2 separate regions of the Anas platyrhynchos genome follow, and region 2 is linked to region 1. The links are chromatin contacts, called in public Hi-C maps. All regions are on one chromosome and are shown on one strand. Each heading gives the region's core, a stretch centred on a gene start, on an enhancer-like site or on the middle of the called end of the contact. The rest is flanking DNA. Distances are from core to core; before and after follow the strand shown.

The links. A called contact is a pair of places that touch in the nucleus more often than the background predicts.
Region 2: a contact with region 1 is called in a Hi-C map of liver, with 2.8 times the contacts expected there. The contact joins two enhancer-like sites. A contact is called at or near these places in 3 of 8 Hi-C or Micro-C datasets (liver and skeletal muscle).

The regions. Positions count from the first base shown.
Region 1 is chr13:1,865,217-1,871,557 of IASCAAS_PekinDuck_T2T, forward strand. ITPR1 (inositol 1,4,5-trisphosphate receptor type 1) reads right to left here. Exons shown (of 57, transcript XM_072044593.1): 49 at 4,313-4,488; 50 at 2,876-3,040; 51 at 2,337-2,532; 52 at 881-982. Among named protein-coding and RNA genes, the nearest start is that of BHLHE40, 65 kb to the left of the region's middle. Within about 2 kb of position 3,810, at least 3 of the 8 cell types and tissues checked have an H3K27ac peak or open chromatin away from gene starts, as enhancers often do.
Region 2 is chr13:1,914,089-1,920,429 of IASCAAS_PekinDuck_T2T, forward strand. The region is part of intron 37 of ITPR1 (inositol 1,4,5-trisphosphate receptor type 1); the gene reads right to left. Among named protein-coding and RNA genes, the nearest start is that of ITPR1, 92 kb to the right of the region's middle. Within about 2 kb of position 2,368, at least 2 of the 8 cell types and tissues checked have an H3K27ac peak or open chromatin away from gene starts, as enhancers often do.

The sequences.
Region 1 (6,341 bases), core at 2,560-5,059:
CCAAGTTGATTATTTACGATATAAACACATCTCTGAAGTTTTCCTTTCTGCAGCCAGAACGCATAAAGACAAAGCACACTCTTCTTAGAGCCGAATAAAGAAGCTATTCTTGTATCTATGTTGAATCTTATTTTATCAAAGAGGACACTTGAGCAAAACAGAGACATCTCTTCTTGAGAGCATGGGCTTGTGGCCACTATTGACATTTGAAACATTTGACCATATAAGAGCTCCACTTCTAAAAGAAATAGCGATGTTCTGTCTGGCTTTCTCAGCCAGCATCATAAATCTCAAAGTTAGTAAATTACATTTTCTAGAAAATAAAACTGAAAATTTTCAGTGCCCAGTCTGAGGCTGGTGATTACGCTACAAGTAATATCTCACATGCACTTTCTTGATCTCAAAAACCCCCCAAACCTACCCTGTCTGCTTAATCCATTGACTACTTCCTGACATGATATTAAAAACAGTTTCCTTAGTTAACTAGATAAAATAATGCTGACAGTAAACAATGTTCTGTTCCATATTTCAGAGCATTATCCTCTGAGATCACATTTAAGAGCCTAATGTTTTAAAATAATAACCTTGCAAGAAGGTAAACTACATCGCTTCCTTTTCAAATTGATAAGATAGAAAATCAAAGCATATGTCAATGTTTTATCAAAGGATTGCTCAGTTACAAAAAGTTTCTCTAAAGAATTCATGTTACAAATGTCATTTATGCTGTTGGCTTAACTTGATTGTCTTAATTTTGTTGCCCCTTTTAATATACAGGGCTTTTTTTTTCCTTCAAATTTTACTTAAGGTGCTTAACTCAAAAAAGTGTGAAAACTTCAGGATAAGAAGTTAGTAATTCAAAAGCAGCTAAGCAGATACTCACGGTCTGAAGGAATGATTGAAGAACAGTTTTCACTGCTACCTGCTTTGCACACGTCTGAATAGAGAAACTCGCCAGTCATGGTCTCACCCGGTTCTGTGCGATCTAAAAACAAAAGGCGATGAGTCAAATAATTTAATATTTTGTGTTTTGCAAGATTACTTTTCAGATATTAAGATACCTCATCGTATTCGGTCTGCACTTACTAGGCAGATTTAGAATTGTATGTTATCCTAGAGTTTAGGCAACCACAGTCCTTTCCAATTCACACATTCAGTGATTTTAATTTTAAATATGAACTTCTTATTTCCATGAATTCAAGACCATAGTTGTGCACTTATTTTGCATTAGCTCCAAAGTTGAGAATGTAATTGAAATTGTTCCAAAAATATTACGTTCTAGTGCACAGTGAATTTTCAAGGTGATTGAAAAATTGCCCTTCAACATCTCACAAGTATCAAAACCACCCTAGTGCCACACAGTAACACATCTTTGGCGTTTCTCCAGCTTGGTGGAAATGTGAAATAATAAGGTCAGTGAGGTTTGGGTCTCCTACAGGGTAGGCAGTAAAATTAGAAAAAATAGTGGGTATGTCAAACAGTGCTTGTCTGAGTAACTCAAGTGAGAGAAAAAGAAGTCAGAATAAGCCAAAACCCAAACTCCTTCTTTAACAAATTTCATTCCTGTGCTTCCCATCCACTGAGTTGCTTACTTGATGCTATAGGGCAAGGGAAAAGAAAACAACAAAACATTTTATCTTACAATATGCAACCTATGTTCAGCACTGAGAGGTCTACTATGGAATTTAAACTACAGCAACAAACTGAGGGAGATTTACACAGTCTATAAAAACTATGAGCAAACCAGAGTTTGACACAGAGGCCTCAACTTCACAGGATCATGGCTTTGAAGGTAATTTCCCTTCATTTATATTCACGGGGTTATTTTTGATAAAATATTAATTTTTCTTATGTTGAAACTAGAACACACCATTAAAAGCCAATATAAGCATACAAAATCTGGCAAACTGAGGCAGAACTAAATATCCCCCTAGTGCAGAGCCTTCCCCACGATAGCCTACCTAAAGTCTGTTTGTAATTAAACTGGGGGAGGGAGTAGGTGTTAGATGAATTAGATAATCTCAACTGTTTTAGCAAACAGAGGAGAAATCTTCAGTGTGTGCAGAAAAGCCCGAGTGCTGTCTTCAGGGGTTCTGCTACCCCACCTCTCTATATGTTGCAGTGGATTACAGCATCTTGTCAAAATTTAAAGGGTAAATTTGGTATCCATTTGCTCCAATCTGTTTTATTTATTTAAGCAGAGTGCTTGGTAAGAAAGAAACTGTCAAACCTGTGAGATAGCCAGTATCTCTCACAAAAAGTGGAAGACACTCAGCAAGCTCGAGGGAACAAAAGTCCATTACTTTCTTCAACAGTCAAAATGAGCCACTGCTACCAACCTGGCAATAACGTTTCGTTCGGGAGCTTGTCTACTTCCAGGATGAAGTCATCTTTGAAGAACAGGTACCCCACGATAGAGAAGAGGTACACCAAGATGAGCGCAAGAACAGCCGTCAGGATGATGGAACGCCCATTGCGAGTGACACTTTTGATGACATTCAGCAAGGTCTCCTCTCGGTACACCAAGTCAAACAGCTGGGGACAACAAACAAAATCAAAGGCTGTTTTTCACGTGAACTACCAGTATCTTCTGCAGCACACTAACAGTGAGCAATATTTTCACCCAAGCTAGTGTTGGGAAGAAAATTTTCCATTTAAATGTCTTTTCATTTCTCACTCCTCTGGGCCTGTGACATGGCACGAGCACAGCCCAGGCAGGTTGTGCTCGTGCCATGTCACACCAGAGCCCCATTTTCAAAAGAGTGCCTGCACGACAGCGTCCAGTTGTAAAGCAGAAAGCAAGCAGTGGGTGACATCTAGGTGGGACTTTACAAGCACATAGGAAGAAAAACATTATGAAGACAAAATGAATACCTACCAACAAGCTGTAAAAGAATTCATGTACAAAAAGCCCCAGAGCACAAATCAGGAGGTACAGCAGGTGATAAAGAAACTCTACATCCATAATCATTGCCTTGTATCCTCTAGTGAAGGTTCCACAGTTGCCCACAAAACTCATCAGGAAAATGATTTTATTACAAACCTAAGGAAAGATTAATCATAAATTAGTTGTAAGACATAGCCTGCAGGAAAAAAGGCAATTTTTCAAAGCTGGTGGTAACTCAGCTATATGGCAACATCAACAACAGTGCTGAATTGTCTGCTACATGCCAGCATTTTACGTGTCAGTCAACGGCTGCTTTCTGTTGCATCTTCTGCACAGCTGAGACAGCGAGCCAAAACTAAAACTGAACACGTCTATAAAACAGGAACATCGACTCCTGTCCCCAGCCGGTTGTCAAAGGGCATCAGGACTTCAAGATTTAAAGAAGAAAGTAAGAACACTCCCTGGTGTGAGAGGTAAACTGCCCTAAAAAATCCCTTTAAGCTCTGCACTTTCTGCAATCAAATTACTTGCTAGCCTCCAGCAGCCCTTACATTTCTGAAGCAGCCCCTACTGCTCGCTAATAAGTGAGTGCTCCAGATTGCCTCAGCATTTCTCTCTCAGATCAGGCACACAGGAATCCTCCTGTGTAGCCCCAGCCATCAGCACTGAAGGAGAGCTGCCTTCGACTTACCTGGAACCTGCTAAACACTGCAATTAACAACAACAGCAACAATCCTAACAATGCAACCCTGATTCTTTAGCACACGGCACTTGGTGACATTTTGGAGACAAGGAACACTATTAAATAATGCACGTTAAAGCTGAGCACTTTGTAATAAAGGCCAACGCTTCAAGAAGATGCATCTTTGCACAGCTCCTGCTGACTCAGTCAAAGAAACATTTTTGGCTTACTTGCCTAGAAACCACAAGTATCCGGGTTTGAGCATTAATGAAGTTTTCTGGCAGCTCAGTTTACATACTGAGTCCACACGTTACTGTAGCAAAACTGCTTAGTGTCAGCTCTTGGCTGGCAGGTAGACTGCAGACAGACATTTGGGAAATGCATTGTTTAGTACAGCTTACACAATCCCGTAAATACTGCAGCTCAGTCGCTGAGCAGGAGACGGGTTCGAGCGCACATCCGAGTGCTGGAGGGTCACAGAGACTTCTTTACATTTCTGGCTGGGGTGGGAGCTGTTACGAGACTGTGACAAAACTGAGCGAGACCTTAGAGCTCTCCGGCTTCGGGAAGCAGAATTAAATGAGCAGCAGCAAAGTACTTCTGCTAGCAACGACCGAGGAGGGAACGACTCCTTACCCCAGTTCTGCCACAGTGTTCCAGCCTATTTTTGCCTTCAGGAGCAGGTAAGAAGCCCTTACATAAGAAGCAACAGAACTTCAAAAAAAAAAAACCAACTTGATACTTACATTGAATGCACCCAGAAGAAATAAAGTAGGTTGTAAACCAACTGAAAATATTAGGCGTAATATTGTAGAAGCTATTAAGGCTCTGATACCATGGGGCTTAGGAAGAGCTATGACTATAGCCAGAGATATCAGCATCGCTGTCCACAGCAGGCCTGACAAGTGGGGCTCTAGTGTACCTAGGATGAAGGAGAACAAAACAAATAATGTCGCAAGACTTTGTATACCAAGCAAAACAAAATCAAAATAGCCAAATAAATGCCATTTTATCTTATCTTTGGTGGAGCACCATTAATCCTCGTGTTCAGACGTTACTGATTTCAAAGTGCTAAGTGGAACGTCTGAGCCCAGCGCCTTCAGCAGAGCTTAATTACAAACTTATTACTAAAGCATTATGTAAATGATAAACAGTATTACAGGATTCTTCATTTTAGTGTACTCTGTAGATGATTGAATATGGAGGTGAAGAAAGACAACAAATACGTCCAGGTCCCGATTCACATATTCATCCTGAGTTTCCTATTATGCTTTTGGTAAAAAACCTTGCACCATTTTTTTTTTCATCTCTTGCTATTTCTGGTTCTATTTAGACTGTCCCATGAGACTGCCTGCTTACATAACATCAGCCTGCGTATCTAAAAATACACTTCTCAAAGAACCATGAAAAATACCCAGCCTGAAATACTGTTTAACCTAGGTTTATGCAGAATATGAGACATCTTTTTCTTAAAACTTGCATTAAAAAATGCTTTTCTTCAAGAAAATGGTATCTTGACAAAGAGAAAGGCAAGATCCCCTTGCCTTTGCAGGCCTGCAAAAGTAACTAGAATTAATGAAGTCCGTGGTGTTGCTGGTGACACACACCTACACGTGGGCTGCCCATCACCACGAGAACAAGGACCAAAAGATAAAGACTGTAACGGGGCTCAGGGACCAGGAGAGCACTCACAAAAGAGTGGGTTCTGGTCCTAGGCTTGTTTCTCGTTCCTAGGGACAGAAAGAGACTGGGAGCAAACTGGAAGTGGTGTCTGCCCTTGGAAAATGAAGGTCATCAAGACAGCGTTCACTTGACACTGAGGTCCACACCCAGTCTGCCCTGAAAGCGCCTGCTGTGAGCACGTGGCCTCCATGACAAGCTGCTGGCAGGAGGATGGCGTAACCCTGAACTTGCAGGGAAGTTCTGTTTCTCTGGAATTCCCGCAGTTTCAGTACCCAATCCCATGCATCCAGTTTTGTTTCTGCTCCTCAAGTCAGAAGTTGTACAAGTCCTGCTACAGCCACATGCTGATCAGCTGCTCGGACCAGCGCGTCTGGGCTACTCGGGACACAAAGAACTTCCCCCAGCTGCTCTGTTTTCAAAAGTCCAACTTTAAGGCTAAAATAAATAGACGCATATTTATTATTTACATGGCTGATTGTAACTCGTAGAGGAAGAGATTTTATCAAAATGTTACCTGATAAAGTATTTCAAATATGCAGGGTAGGGCACGTACAAAATGCCAAATGATTCTCCGCACCCCCCAGTCTTGCAACTTGTAGTCTCAACAAACTTGTTTAATTACCAGCTTTGCTAGCAGCCATTAATTCAGACTTTTAAATTTTAACTTGTGATCTTTGAGACTGGAGACAGAAAATTCAGCTGCTCTTCATGCTGGTTAAGCCCTTTCAACCAGCTGCTGGCCAGAAGGGAAGTGGCGTGACCCCGAGGTCTGCCACCCCACAGCGTGACACAGAGGTACAGCTGCTGAAACCCAAGCCTGTTCCAGAAGTTATCTATCCTCTTCCCTCTCTCAGGAACACCAGACTTTGGTCTAATATATCCCGTAGTTTCCCACACGCTTTACCTGAGCATGCTCAGGATGGAGAAGCCCAGAACCAGCCTTCCGTGCTCGTTGTCTTTATTCCCCTGCTAAGTCAGCTACCACCAAACACTACCTGGACAAAATGACAGCTCTCCTCAAATTAACTGGTGAGTCGCAGAGAGTGTGAAGTGGCTTTTATGTTGCACACAGAGCCCAGACGATAACTTTCC
Region 2 (6,341 bases), core at 1,118-3,617, 47 kb after region 1:
AATGGTGCCTTCTGGCCCTGAAAGCTGGGAATGCAGGAACTGACCCAACTCCCCGCATATGGCATCTCGTTATCGGGGTGGCGAGCAGAGAGATCTGGCATTGAGGAGGAAAGAGGGGAAAAACAACTACAGAGTCAGCTAGCCAACATGTTGGGCTGCTGATAGCTGGGTTGTGTATCCAGATGTCAAGAACTACGGTAAAGATCTCAGATACAGCATGCTCAAACCACTGCCCCTGGCTTCTCTGCCTTAACTATTGTGGTATCAGCTGGAGACCCAGCTGGGACAGGCTTTTTGGGTACCATCCCGGCAGCCCCTCTCCACTGTGTTCCTCCCTTCTCTGAATTCCTCTCCTCTTCTCTCTGCGGAACACATTTAGTACAGCTCTTACTTTAAACACACAAAGCAAAAGTGAAATGCTGCCCTCCTACCACCTCTCCCGACTGACGACACCAGGCAGAACAAGTCATGCTGCTGGGCTTTGCAAGTTTGCAGTAGCTGCGGGTAACTCTGCACAGGTTACTCGCGAAGCCTCCTTCACGGGGCCAACGGTGTTACCTCGCAGCACCAAGAAAAGGGCTGGGTGGCAAAGTTCTAGCCTCTGCAGATGATCTGTGGGTGTGTCTGTCAAACACGTACTTGACTTGCCATGGGTAAGTTTCAGGACAGCGGGGAATAACTGGGACCCAAGAGCACTGAACCTGTTTGCCGAACATCCCACATGGCAGCTTTCCCCTGTAACGACCCATGCTGTGCGGCGTATTTTTAGCAGGTGCCGGAGGGTTTTACCCTGCCTCGATTACGAGGCGGTGCAAGCTGTGCAGCAGCTCGCTCTCAGGGCATGGGCTCCCCTTGCAGGAGCTGTGGGGGCTTTCCAGGGGCACGGGCAGCCCCCGGCTCTGCCCCAGCCGCGTGGCAGCGCCCGCACCCTGCACCCAGCACGGGGACGTGGCTGTCCCCGGCATGAGCAGTGCTCACTTTCTTTTTTTCTTTTTTTTTTTTTTTTTTTCCCCTCCCGCCCTTATCTCAGGGAATTTGCAGAGCCTTTGTGCACTGCCAGACGATGAGGTGGGAATTTTGGCGTAAGGACCGTCAGCGCCTGGACTGAAAGGTCACCGAGATCTGCCCGCGGGACTTCCTTCTTTAACTTTCCAGAGTTTTCAGTCGAAGCAGGGTGTTTTACTTGGGCGGGGGCTTCCCTAGAGCTAGAGACCTCAGCCTCTGATATGCCACTGACCTTCACTGGCAATGCAATCCCACTTGCTTCTCTTAAACACTCGGTCCTGCAGGTCTCCCACAGTAACTGAACATATGAAGGACTACCTTCTCTACACATCCTACATTAGTATTTTTAATTAACTAGAAAGAGGGTGCAAGTTTTTGTTGTTATTTTTACAAATAACTATGAGAAAAGTTCCAGTCTCCTTTTCCAAAGAGCTTACCAACTCTAGTTCCAGTTTGTGCAATAAAAACAGTCCAAAGATTGTAGGATTTCTGAAGGAAAAAAAATATAAGGCAGCCCACAAAAATTTATTAGAGCCTGCATTTCCTCTACTTGAGACATAACAAGTGAAGCACTGTCTAAGTGCAAAATACACAAGAGAGATGACTGTCGTACGAGCTCTCTGCAAAGAAAATTTAAAACTGCCTCTCTCCGGCACTCAGGAGGTTAAGAAATTTTCCAATTCCAATCAAAAGACGTACAAAGTAGCCTATATTTTGCACCTTGCTCAGCCACTACAGCTTTGTAGTTTATCATTGATAAACAGCACAGTAAAGGTTACTTCTTCAGTCAATCCCCTTTGAACCTGAATTTTCGCTTCCCTTTTTCACCTAGCTGAAACCTCAAGAAAAAAGTGAAGAGGTAAGAGAACCAAAAAGCCTATATTGAGTGGGTTTTTGCAGGTGCATTTTGCTGGTTATTGTTTCGTCAGCTGTATAAAGTACCATTGCTGAATTAAAAAAATGTAAGTGGGGTTTTACTTGATTGTTGTTTTTTTTTTGTGTGTGTTTGTTTTTTACTTCAAATCCTGCACATCCTTAGTACCACGTAATGACAATGGAAACTCAGGCTGTTCCGGGCGTTTTGCTGGGCTTGATCTTTCAGGCTCTTGCTGGCTCTCTGCAGCCAGGGGCCAGCCAGGGACAGCTCGGGGCAGGACGGCTCCGGCACGGCTCTGCAGCGGCTCTGCAGATGGACGCAGCGTGACAGAGCTGCCTGCCCTCACCCCTCGCCCACGGCCAGCCCCTCCGAGCCACGCAGGGACCCCACCTCAGGGGAACGTCTTTATCACGAGAGGCAGCGGTGCACACACGCTGCGGCACCGGCGGAGGCTCGGCTGCTGGCAGCCGCGGGCCGAGGTAACTGTAAACAGCTCCACCACGTTTATTGGCAATCGCCGCTGAAGGTCACACATCAGCAGCGGGCCTAAATTCCAGGAAAAAAAGCTGTTCTTATGTAACTGCTGCCTGAATGTTGGCAGGTGCCCAATGGAGCAGTTCGCTGCAATGTGGCTGGGAGGGGAAAAAAAAAAAAAAAGTAAAAAGTAGGACATCTCCCAGCCCCATTCAGCATCCTGAGCATGCCACCTGCAGGTCAGCGCTCACACTTCTCTCCTTTTCAGTCCATAAAAATATTAAGATTTCTCTCAGACGCATGTGTTTTGGTGCCCGAGACGTGCGGAAACTGGGCCGCGCTGTCCCCAGACACCTGTCTGGGCAGAGAGCGGCCCTGCAAACAAATGCCCGATGCAGAGGGAAATGTGCTGCTGTCCTCTGGGATCACAGGGAACCCGAGGTGGAGTTCACCATCCCAACGCGGCTTCTGAAAAGCTGCAGAATCTGCTTTTGCATCATGTTTGGATATTTGAGTGGATTAGGGATTCAATTAAAAGTCAATTAAGCCGTTGTGCCCAATTACAACTGAGGGTTAGTTATCATTCTTGTGTAAAGATTCACACTTGGTGGCTCTTGAAAAATTTAGCTCGGTCCTGGACCTTCTCTCTGAAAGAGCAGCATTGCCAACAGCTACACCAAGAACAAAGTCACACCAGTGCAAGCCCAGTGAGGAGTAAATTAAAGACTCAGCCCAAGGGCTCTCACAGAGAACACGCCAGCACCCTGCCTTGGGGAATTCTTCACTACCTGAGACACCTGCCCAGAGCCAATGCTAAGACCCCTCTGCTGAGCTCTGCAGCCCCACACATCAGCCTGATACCATCAGCAGCTCTGCAGCAAGCCAAAGGACAAGCTCTGAACAAAGCACGCCCTAAGGTCACGACAAAACCCAAAGCAACACTGGGCTTTGCTGGTTTGTTTGTTCATTTGTTTTAATTAAAACAAATCATGCTTTCCCTCAATCTTTCGAGATACCTCTTCTACTCTCTGTTTTAATACCGGTCTTATGCAGACCCTGTGCTGAAGGTCTGTGAACTTTCAGGCTTTACAGGAACCAGAATGCTTTGGAAATGCTGCAAGAATGACTTTCGTTTTTAATGCATCATAATTTCTGTCCCCAAAATAAGCGTTCGACAGGAACCCTGCTGCAATACGGGATGCTGCAGAGCTTGGAAAACATCTACAAAGGCTTAAAAATCCTACTGGGATATTTCTGCCAGAACAGATCATGGTCCTCAGCCTACATTAGTAAATGTTAAAAACAAACAACATTATACTGCTTCTCAGAAAACTCCTAGTTCCCTCCTCTCCCTCCTTTTCAGGAGTGACACCAAAAGCAAATTCAGGATAAATCCCTCCTTAGAAAGCACAGGGACTAGGCAGAGTACAAGCAACAGGATCAAAGCGTGCTTGTTGGTCCCTTCATTTCCACAGCACCCAGCACTGCAGATACTCCAGACAGCCGCACGCTCAGCCGGCTGTCACAGAGGTATGTCGCCCCGCGGCCCTTTACGGTTCTTCCTGTTCTGCAGGGGATTTCCTACTGCCAAGGTGAATTCCAGTATTATTCACCCAGCTAAAAGGGCACTCCCTTTCTGCACTCTCAGAACTTATAAAGAAAAAACTGGAGTTACAGTCTCTCTTATCTATCCTAACTCTCAGCAATAAATGCATGCACCTTCCATCATTTTCATCATCACAGAGATCGCTGCAACTGGGGCTTGCCATGCGCTGAAATCGCCTCTCAGTAAAGGAGTATCAGATGTGTAACTCTATCTAGGATCACAATCACATACTCTGAAGTCATGCAACTATGCCATAAAACAGCTACTTTATTTGAGTTTTACCCCGAGGAATAAGGAGCATTTCAGATGATCAGAAAAATTAAGTTGTGCAGAGTTTGACGGGGAGGGAATTTAATAACTTTTTACTAACACTAGAGATTTCTGTGTTCTTTGCCCTAAATGTTTACTGTTGCCAGGGGTGACAAGCTAAAAAAAAAAAAAAAGGGAACACCAGGATTTCCTTTGAAAATTGTCAGTGGTTCTAAGCCCTGTCTGAATTCCTTCCTATAAGCAGCAGGGCTCATTTCCGATGGTTATAAACACACCTGCTCCCTCCGTGCAGCTGCTCCACTGAGGAGCAATAAAGTTCCTCCTTTGCAGCCTCCAGACGAAATCCTAAATTGCTCCACACTCTCTGGCTGATTTATTGCAGGCAAAGACAGTGCATTACAGCCAGAAACTAAACGGGAAAGAGCTTCACATTATGACTTAATTTGCAATTAAACAATTCAACGTTCTGTCTGAAGTTTCTCCAAGATGAAATTATGTATGCTATTCTTGGAAGCCGAAGCACCGTGCAGTCGGAGGGGTCTAGCACCTGACGGCAATGCTGAGGCACTACGGGGCTTTTGTTCAAAACCAGGGCACATCACTGCTATGTGATCCCCAGATAAAGGGGCGGGTCTGGGGGGCACGAAAATTAGTTAAAAAATGTATGTAGAGAAGGAGACGAGGCACCTCTGCAGCTATGTAATCCTAAATTTGGATGAGACCCAGAGAGACACGAGGTGCCTCACACGGACAGGCCAGAGGTGATGGCAGGGCCGCATGCGGGGGCCCCACATGAAACAGGGACCTGCAGGACACGGCCGGGCCCCTGCTCTCCACTGCCTGCCCCTGTTATATCTGCACACTGTGAGCAGAAAATCTCCACAGCTGATTGAGTTTTTCACTGAAACTGAAAGCAGTGATGGGAGATTTATGAAGTTTCTCTCAGGAGAGGAGTCACAGCCCCAGGCTGGGCCTGCTGGGCGAGGGGACCGGGCTGCTCAGGGAGCAGCAAGGCAGGGGCCTGAGCATCCCAGCACTGCTGGGGTAAAAACACCACAAAGAAGTCACAACCCCAGTTCGTTCTCACGAGGAACTCGGTTCCTTCCTTCCCTCAAAAGCCTCACTTAACAGGAGAAAAGCCTTCAATACAATTGAAGGGGATGTGTATGCTTTTTGGTCTATTTTTGTAACAAATCTGTTAGACTTCAATTATTATTTTGTTCTCAGTGTGAGGTTTATACTGATAAATTCAGCTGATTGGCATCAAAATGTATATGTTCCACAGTAAGCAACTTACAGCATATTTCATTATCTATTCTACCGAATGAAGAGGAGCAGCATTGGAAGTGGCTGAATTTTGTTCCATACGAAAGGTTGGCTTGGGAGAGAACACAGGAAGCAAACCACAACAGGGAAAATACTACATTTTTTTTTCCCTTGTATATCAGTAAAATAAGGTGCCAGTCAATCACTTTCTCAGCATTATACATTTATGCAAAACGCATCTCAAATTTAGCACCCACACTCACATTTTGGAGCTGCAGGAGGAAATTGCTGCAGCTCAGCTCGCTCACCCCAGCCCGTGCAGCGGTGCCCGAACAAAACCCACCACTTTTAAAAGTCCTTAGAAAGCTTCAGTTCAATTACACTGAAAGTTCTCATTCACATACAGCTTTTCTGCTTGTAGAATGACCACATGTAGCACAAACACGGACCGGGCTGTTGCAGTGCCAGCTGAAGGCACGCTTTTCACAGCAGGAAGCTTTTCACCCAGACCAATAATTTTCATAGAGTTACACCACCCGGCTTTCTCAACACGTCCTAACGTTTTACGTGGCTTTATGCACCAAACCTGACTAAGAAGCAACAGGAAAGACAGCTCGCTGTTCTGGGGAATAGCATGCCTGTCACCTTTTTCGGTAAGGAAAGCGAGGCAGCCCGTACAGCAGGGCACAGCCCTCACGGGCACCCTGTGTGCCGTGCCTTGGGAAGTGAGTAATGGCTCTCACCAGGCAGCGAGCAGAGACAGCTCACACAGGCCCTTCTCCAGCTGGCTTCTGACAGGTTCTTCCAACTTATACAGGAATGCCATTAAAAAAGTCAGTATTT